Linked DNA regions of Sparus aurata: region 2 is linked to region 1. Evidence: chromatin contacts called from public Hi-C data. All regions are on one chromosome and are shown on one strand. Each heading gives the region's core, a stretch centred on a gene start, on an enhancer-like site or on the middle of the called end of the contact. The rest is flanking DNA. Distances are from core to core; before and after follow the strand shown. Region 1 holds the start of LOC115588248. Region 2 holds the start of jagn1a (jagunal homolog 1a).

Region 1 (5,100 bases), core at 611-3,110:
TTACCATGCATGTAAAATGAGTGACATGCAACAGCAAGAAAATTGAGAATGTTCTCCTCAGATGTGCAAGCATAGCAAGTACAAATAGGCAAATCAAGTGACTGTGGAGTGCAGTGCATCAAGGCAATGTTTCTTTGTTCATCAAAGTATTTGTCTCCATTTGTATTTCTGCTGATTTGCAAAATTACAGATCTGTAAATTGCATTTGGAAATAAAAATTCACTGCCACACTGTTTATACTGACATGTACATTTTGTACAATATCATGTTTATATGTATATACAAGTCTATTCTATTTCTTACCTTTTTATTGTTTATTTTGTACTATTGTTATTGTTTTTATGTAATATTCCGTCCTTTGGCTGCACATTTCCCCATTTGTGGGACAATAAAGGAACACTAATTCTGTTTTTCTGAATTATGTGATTTTGGACTAGTAAAACAGTGATACAATTTGAGCCATGAGTTATGTGTTCAGTTGCATCCAAAGTAGCTGAAAATATAGCCAGATAATTGATTTTGTCAATCAGCAGGTAATAAATCTGCCACTGTTTTGGTAGATCTGTCTTAATAAGTCATTTTTCAGACAAAGAAATTGACATTCTCTGACTGGATTGCAAAAATTCACTGCTTTCTCTGTGTTCTATGACCGTACATTCACCTTTAACAACAGGAAAGTGTGCTTGCTGGTAAAGAGAATTTGGCAATGTGGTGTTTGCAAGAGAAATGACAGAGTAAAGCCATTAGACAAAATCACGTTGAGTTTCCTATTAGCAGGTTGTGCGCACTCTTTATGATGGCAGCAATAATGTAAGCGTCACTACAGTATCTTGCTAGAATGAGAAGCAACCAAGCAGACTGCTCACTAGAAGCGCACACGTTAAAAAGCATGTCATGCAAACTGGGTATTTCTAAAACATGTGCCATACATACCAATGTATCATTGTCTACAGTAAATGGGATAGTTAAGGCTTTTTTTCGTTCCATCATGGTCCACGCTTTAGTAAGGCACAGCAAGAACACTGCAAGAAACACATACAGGAAATTACAACAGCTTGCCTCTATCAATTCAAGTGAATCCTGTAGGACAAGGTTGTCATACAGAAATGATACACTCTCCAAGCAATAACTAAGGTATGCTAATCTGCTAAGAAAACATGACACAATCCACTTAAATTGACAGTGTTCTGTTGGAAGACACATAGTGTGAATTAAATGCCAACAATGTCATGACCAACAAAATTTACAAGCTGTACTATAACAACAGCGACTGATCCCTAACACAGATGATGTGCACTCTTGAAGAGATGGAAACATGAGGGTAAACTAGCGGGGTGGCAACCTGCCTGCTCTCTATTTAATTCCTAAAGACACGGAGAGATTCTTGATTGAGAGATAGCGTTAAAACCCTGAATGCCTCCTCTGAAGGTGTTTATGTTGCACAGAGACCTATAAAAACAAACCCCCCGTGTTGTAGTCCTTTAATGCACACACCCGCAACAACCACATGTTTGCACTCAAAGTGGATTTTTTCTAAGTACCTGGTCACAAAGAAAACCTCATCAAGCTGTCGATGGCGTCGGCCGACTGACCCAGCAACGCCAATGCTACTTTGTGCAAAGAGCTAGCTAAACGTAGGAGAGTTACAGCTTACCTCAGGCCAGCGCGTCACCTGATGCTAACAGAGAATTTATTGAGAATGTAGACACCTATTTTCCCTCCGGCGTTTCCACCAGCACCTTGCAAACATAACAGGTGCACATTCTGCTGAGTTTTACACTGTTGCTAACATTATTTACCAGGCGCTTCAATATTTTGACCAACTTCCGGCGCACACCGGAAGTGCACCAAGAAAAAAGAGCGAGAGGCACAAGTGATTAAAGTTAGTTCCCCCTGAGCAGCAGCGTGGGGCTGAGGGGTGGGGTGTGCAATGTGAATTACCATTATGACATTGGATAGGAAGATGGCAGAAATAGATTATAAATCACAATACGAAGGGACCAAATTCCCAGAGGAGAAAAATCACGACAGGCTTTTTGACATGTAATAGCAGAAAAAAGGGGCATTTAATAACTGCTGGCTGTATTCTGCTAAGAATTATGCATGCTGGGTGAGCATCATAGCTTACTGGAGCACGAACAGGATAAGTTCTCACAAAAAATTTAATTCAGTCATTATCTATTCACCCTCATGTCGATGTGAATTTCTGTGTCCTATAAACTTTTCTGGAGCTTCATGGCAAAACAGCATTGCAGCATTCTCCTTAACAACTTAAGTAGATGGGGACTTGTTTTAAACGTATACATGAAAATTATCCAATGATCTTGAAGCCCCAAACTTTATTTGAAAAGAAATTAGCCTATTTACATCTTGAACATCCACTTCAAACAGACTCCACTTTTCACCTTCCAGTGTGCACTATGTCGAGCTGATGTCTGCTTTGAAAAAGGCCTGATGTGAGGATGTGCCAGTTAAGTCCTTCACTAGGCCTTCACTCTAGACTGATATCTTGACAAATATAGGATGGGTTGTCATGAAGTTTATGATAGTGACATTCATAGTAAATCCCCAGAAGATTAATCCTGGGCTTGGTGAGCCCCTTATGTATCCTTTTGCACCACCCTGCTGGAAAAACCAGCATAGACCAGCAGGTTTTTTTCCAGCAGGGCACTAGCAGGTCTACTTTCAAATTGTTGTTTGTTCACAGAGACCAAGACATCCCAGCTTTAGCCTAGCCTTTGCTTTTTGTTAACCTGGTAACTTTCATTTTTGAACTACTATTAAATGGCTCCTGATATTTGTAGTGTTTTGTCCACTGTGCTTTATGGGAAGTTGGAGTCAGCAGGGGCATCAGAACCGGTTTAACCAGCCATGCCATGTTTCTAGTGTTAGCAAAGTGCATAAGCACTACACTACAACAGTCAACATGTTCACACTTCCTTTTTTAATATGACCTTTTTTTTAAGGAATACAATTTAACTTGTAATAGCAGGAAGAGCACAGGTGTATTTAATAATCAGATAGCTGTCATCATTTACATTTCGAGTTATGCCTGTGCTGCAACTCAAAATGTCATCACAAAGGTCTCTGAATACTTTTTGCTAAAAACACAAGGTTTAATTTCTTCATCAATGTTGTGGAATTTCGTCTTACTTAACCATTCAGGAGAGATGAAGAAGACTCAGACACACCGATGGTTTACGTTGAGGTAGTTTATAAAACAAGATCTCGGAGGAGCAACATAACATCACGTCTGTCTGCACAGAGTGTTGCCATGATAATCCTCCCAAGTCTTCCCCAATGTCCAAATGATATATTACAGCTTCAGGAGGCAGTGCTCCCATACATCGTTATCTGTGTAACAACATAGCAAGGGGGGTGATGCAGAATCTCTCCCCTCTAGCCAGAGGACTAAGAGGTATAATAGGTCAGAGACATTTAGTATGCTAGTAGATAGATCGAAGGCCTCCTTATGAGGTTTACGCAAACAGTTAGCCTAGCTGTGGCTTGGTTCGTCAGACATCTGTTCTGTAGACATATCTACATTAGCTCTGAGTATCTAGGTTGCAGAGACCATGAGAAGATTGCTCGTAGAGCAGTCATCAGTATCATTATCCAGACTTTAATGTCTGTACAAGACACGTATGACCTCCTATTGTTTGGAGATATCATGTCCCGGAAGAATTATATTTCTTCCACAATAGTCAATTCAGTCAGCCTAAAAAGTATTGCAAGTATACTATATGCAAATAAACAAACATCACTTGTTGAGCTTTTTTTTCTTTTAATTTATTTATTCAGCAGCAGAAACATCAGGCCTGCTCAGCCCCTGGACAGAGGTTGGTGAGTTGGCCTTCAAACACTGCAGTACATAAATACAGGCCCTTTTCACAGAAAATGTAATGTTGACTAACCAAATGCATATAATAACATGAATGTCTCCATTACATCCAGGTACCTGTAATATTGTGTGTAACTCTCAATGGGAGAGAGTCATCATTAATTAGCTCTACCGCATTTGTCCTTTGGTAAGTCAAAACATCTGCTGTGAAAAAGGCCTCAATGTGCATCATTGGGAGCTGGACTTTTATCACTGACTTCAGCATGGACACTGGACAGCAGTGGAGTGTTGTTCTTTGTATTGTCCATGAATGTACAGTTTTTGCTTATTGAAAAAATGAAAGCTGACCATTGTATGTATTCTGTATATACATGGAATCATCAAAGTGTTTTATTGTACCCTTAATGCTAAAGTACAGAGATGTCAAATTATGTTTTCCCCTTAAGGTGTCAACAGTCCAGTGTCCAGCGTGATCTTTAACGTCAGGAGGAGCCACATTTCTGCGCAGCTCTCTCTGAGGACGTCCCCGAGCCCGCTGCTCCACTAACACCATCATCCGGTCCGGAGATCAGTGCCGCCACCGGGGCGTTTCCTCTTGACTCATGTCCCGCTCTCATTTCAGCTAAGCAGAAAAGGAACAACCATGTGAGTCACAGACATGTGCATTATAATGCTCTTCCATAAGCCTACATGCACACTCTTTCCCTACCTCTAATACCACTAATCTCATGGGCATGCAGCATGACATAATGGTGAGATAAATTAGGGACAATGTCTGAGCAGGTTACTGTGCAAAAAGGTTTAATTTATCAAGAAAAGTCAGATTTTGATCATATGAAAGAAAAGAGAGATTCATCAAACACTTGCATTAAGTAACATGGGGCACAGTTTAATAAAAGCCTGCTGTTCTCTGAAGACGAACCAGTCAGCTGACCATCCTGCAAAAGCTAAAATACCTGCAGGGATCATACAGTTTAAGTAAAAAGCAATGTGTTCTTCAGAGTCTCCATTTAGGGTTCATTCTTATTTTGCAAGTCCTTGAATTCTGAGTCATTGCTGTGTGCTCTGCAGAAGTTGTCACATTGGTTGTTTTCATGATCTTACCAATAGCACTACATGGTGTTATGATGGGCTTTTCCAGTTGCTCTCCCTCAGCAATGGAAGCCCGGATCTTCCTCACCACGTAGATGGTCGCTGGAATGTGAAACAAACAAGTTAGGTGATATAATGAGAAAAAGCAGGAAAAACAGCACTGAAGC
Region 2 (4,491 bases), core at 1,973-4,472, 130 kb before region 1:
GGTCTTAAAGGAGACTGTGGAGAAGGAGGACCTAAAGGACTTCCTGGTGCTAAGGGTGACCCAGGTCCTTCTGGGTTACCTGGCAAGGATGGTCTGCCTGGAGAGATTGGAGAGCCAGGACCAAGAGGTCCACCAGGGCCAATTGGTGCCAAAGGAGATGGTGGGCACAAAGGTCTGTCTGGTACCCCCGGTCCTCCTGGACTTCCTGGGCCAAAGGGACAAGGTGGACTACCTGGTGAGTTAGGACCTCAAGGACCTAAAGGAATCCCTGGAATGGATGGTGCAGCAGGACCAATTGGGCCTCCTGGTCTTCCAGGGCCAAAAGGAGATCGTGGTCAACCTGGTTCACCAGGCATTGCAGGTGAAGGGATTCCAGGTCTTATTGGTCCCACTGGACCACCAGGGAAAGACGGCCAAGCAGGACCCAGTGGACAACCAGGTCAGCCCGGACCTCCTGGACCACCAGGCCCACCAGGAGAAACTGGTCTGTCTCCTGACATGGCTGGAGTGCTCTCTCAGATGGGCCCTGGATTAGATGGTGTTAAGGCTGGTGCTTATGGTAAGAAGGGCAAGTTTGGAGGCAATGGGGCAGAAGTGATGGGTGCCAGTGGGTTGGAAATGCCAGCATTCACAGCTGTAGTAACAACTCCCTTTCCACCTGTGGGCACTCCAGTCGTCTTTGACAAGCTTTTGTACAATGGTCGCCAAAACTACAACCCCGAGACAGGAATATTCACTTGTGACATGCCTGGCATTTATTATTTTGCCTACCACTTTCATTGCAAAGGAGCTAATGTGTGGGTGGCTTTGATGAGGAACAATGAGCCAGTGATGTATACATATGATGAATACAAAAAGGGTTTCCTAGATCAAGCATCAGGGAGTGCAGTATTACCTCTCCAAACTGGAGACACTGTGTATGTTCAGCTGCCCTCGGATCAGGCTGCAGGACTTTATGCTGGGCAGTATGTGCACTCCTCCTTTTCCGGGTATTTGTTATATCCGATGTAAAACTACAACTCCAGGGATAGAGAGGTTTCAGTGACAACAAAGTGGTAGCATATTATTTTATAATATAAAACATGATCATAAGTCACCTTAGACTGAGCAGTATTAGCAATGTGAAGTCAACCAACTCTTGATCTTGTCAGCACAGCTGACAGGACAAGATAAAATATCTTAAGGAAAATAAGGAGTATCACAGTCTGTATATACAGCAGCTTTTGGGGTACAACCTGAAATTGGAGCAAAGATGTTTTCTTTTACAGCTTTGAAGATATAAAAGAATGTATAAAAAGACATTCAAAGAAAACTTTAAGGATGGCTGTCAATGTGCTTTTGAACACAAGAGTGCCAAAAACCCAAAATAGTGCAACTTGTTATTAAGTAGAAACATAAGAAGGGAAAATGTGAAGTGTATGCAAAAAGATTAAACAAACAACACATTTAATAAAACTGTTCCACAAGTGTCAATTCCATACCTCTTAAAAACTGGCAGCTACCCCATGTAGTGAAAAATGTGAGCACATGAAGACTTATTCAACTTAGTAGGAAATCTATTTGCATGTGTACCTTTGTATGAATACAGTTTTTGTCTCTGTATTATGATGACAAGCATGTAAAATGCCTCTTGAGAATGAAATTGCAAAGTATGCATCTCAGCAGTTTATACATGTTTTAAAGGTAAACATACTTCTGGTCATGTAACCTGCAAAATGCTGAGATTGTGGAAAAGGTAACTTGTAAATGGTGCAAGTCTCACCAACATAAGAATTAAGTTTCCTAAATAGAGTTTGGGGTCAGCCTAAATGACTTCCACTTCAGATGTGCGAAGACTTTACACATACGAGGGACGACTTGTATCGGTGGTGACCTATTAATGGCAATTATTGTGCTCACTTATAGGAGCACCAAAGACATTAAATCAAAATTAAATTATAACATGCATGATGTATTTTGCTAACTGACAATTGCTCCCATGAGTGAGAGTCAACGAGTGAGAATGTAATATGAATTTTGTGTTTAAATGCTTGTCAGTTTATGGGTGTAGTAGAAACACTTTTTGTGCAAAAATACAAAGGTCAAACACACACCACATTGCCCTGAATGATGAAAACCACTCCATAAACAATATTAAACACAACACCACAGTATAAATAAAGGTCAGCACTATGCAGCATCACTGTAACACTAACTCAACCCCAGAATATTACAGGTGCGAGTTAAATCTGGCAAATATCAGGAAGCCCAGACCCTGTCTGTGAACATTTGCAGTTCACAGTTTTAAGACTCAAAGGGGATTGAGCAGTGTTCTAGTGAATCCTGCTGTTGGAAGTCAAACCAATTGGTAAAATGTATTCTTACTCAGTGTTTTTTACTTAAAATTCAACCGATTATACTCTGTTACTGTTTTGCAAGCCTTATCCATTTGGGAAACAATTTTTATGGATTTTATTGAAATGAAACACTTGTTGGATTTGTAATCCAGTCGCTCTGATGTGATTTGTTTAAAAGTTAGAAAACCAAAGTAAGTTCTGCAGCTTCCTGGGTGTGCTGAATGTCTCCATGTCAGGTTTGCAGTGTATAAGAAATACATTTGGATTTTGAATGTCGCAGCAATTCATAACAACAGTTATGTCAGTAATTTATTATTTTATCCGCTGAACATGTACATGCAATGGAAAAAATCATTATAGTATCATATTATAAATTATATAGTATGAACATTTTTAAAGGACAATTCATGTGTATTTCTCCTTTTAACCACGGTGCTAATACTGTTGTTGTAACCAAAGATTTTATGTCTGAAAGTTTCCTGTTTGTTATTATTGTCCATGTTGTTTTTTTCTAAATAAAAATAGTTTAATAAGAAAAAAAAAAAAGAGTGTTGTTCACATCTCTGTTTGTAAGCTCACAGAAAGCAAATCAAACCTATGAGACAGAGGCCGGTACATCAGTTGAAAACTACCTGGTTAAATTAATTGTGTGGGCTCATCTATGGAGAAATGTAAATCTGATTACCGAAAAATGTCGTTACCTGCTAGGTTGACGATGACATGCCATGGATATGAACCAACACTGATCAGGTAAGACAGTGGATGCTTAGTTATCTTTGGTGCAGCTTTTAGTGAGAATGTGTCTGGGGGAAAAATGCCCTCTGGCGTGATGAAAGGGTCATTTCCGGTTCAAACCATGAATGGGGGTCATGGCTCCAGCTGGCAGTCTGCTGTGAGGAGAGATGTGGATGCTGCGGAAGGAGAGCTTTCTAGTGAGATTGTGCGCATGCGCACAGCTGCTTACAACATCCATCTGTCACATCTTTTGTTAGTACAAATTCAAACAAGCAGCTCAGTCAAACGTCACGGAAATACGCAACGGTAAGCATTGTTAGCGACTGAATTTTAACGTTGTGTATGAACACCGCTTGGCGTTGTGTGTTCTCTGCTGAAATTGCTAATGATAAAAACGACGCCAGCCCCAACAGACAGTACGTATCTCAGTAAAGGTAGTGCTGAATTAGGTTAAATAGCAGCAGAAGCTAACAGGCTAGCCTGCTTTAAATCGGTTAGCAGCTCATTTCGTCTTCCTAAAATGAGTCATTTTCAAAATAAACAGCTGTTTATTGCGGTTGATTTCCTGACAATGTGTTCCTTTTCATGTTCTTCCTCTCCTCTGATAGCTACATCAGGAATTTAGGAAATTGTTGCTGCACTTTTCCCTGTATCTGCACATATTACTGACCAAACGATTGAATCAGTAAATTAATAATTGCAGTCGTTGTTCTGTCAAGTGTTGGCTTGTGAAATGTGATGTGTCTCTTGTGTAAATAGGTTTCCCTCATCATGACATCACGTGTGGGCCCTAGAGCTGCTGGCACCAATGGAAGTGACTTCAAACACAGAGAGAGGATAGCGCCACAATACCAAATGAGGCAAGTGCCCTATATATGTTTCTGAAGACTACTGGTCACTAAATACAAATGTAACCTCAAAACACCAAGAACATCGAAAAGGGTCATTAATACACCTCGTTATCTGTTATTGGTTTTGCAGTGCTTCCCTAAAGTCAGAGGTACGGAAGTTAAACCTGGTCCATCTTCTCATCTGGCTGCTGGTGGCGGCACAAGTGACTGTCAGCCAATTCGAGCTGGTGTCACATGACACAGTGTCCATGCCATACCAGTGGGAGTACCCCTACTTGCTCAGCCTGCTCCCTCTGCTCTGCAGCAGCCTGTCTCTTCCAAAGAACAATATCAGTTACCTGGTCATATCCATGATCAGCGCAGGGTTGTTCTCCATAGCACCCCTCATATATGGTGGAATGGAGATGTTTCCTCTAGCGCAGCAACTCTACCGCCAAGGAAAGGCCTACCGCTTCATTTTCGGCTTCTCTGCAGTGACTGTTATGTACCTCATCATGGTGGTTGCTGTTCAGGTGCATGCATGGCAGTTATATTACATGAAGAAGCTGTTAGATTCGTGGTTTAACACC

What was found. A called contact is a pair of places that touch in the nucleus more often than the background predicts.
Region 2: a contact with region 1 is called in a Hi-C map of an unstated tissue, with 2.6 times the contacts expected there. The contact joins the promoter of jagn1a here to the promoter of LOC115588248 in region 1. A contact is called at or near these places in 2 of 2 Hi-C or Micro-C datasets (skeletal muscle and an unstated tissue).

What each region holds. Positions count from the first base shown.
Region 1 is chr9:13,303,487-13,308,586 of fSpaAur1.1, reverse strand. LOC115588248 reads right to left here and starts at 1,860. Exons shown (of 23, transcript XM_030428700.1): 1 at 1,655-1,860; 2 at 934-1,022. The coding sequence starts at 990. LOC115587489 (a long non-coding RNA gene) reads right to left here. Exons shown (of 3, transcript XR_003985061.1): 2 at 4,946-5,035; 3 at 3,768-4,463.
Region 2 is chr9:13,439,619-13,444,109 of fSpaAur1.1, reverse strand. It overlaps jagn1a (jagunal homolog 1a), which reads left to right and starts at 3,222. Exons shown (of 3, transcript XM_030428085.1): 1 at 3,222-3,377; 2 at 3,831-3,931; 3 at 4,053-4,491. The coding sequence starts at 3,843. col8a1a (collagen, type VIII, alpha 1a) reads left to right here. Exons shown (of 3, transcript XM_030427322.1): 3 at 1-2,869. The coding sequence ends at 1,011.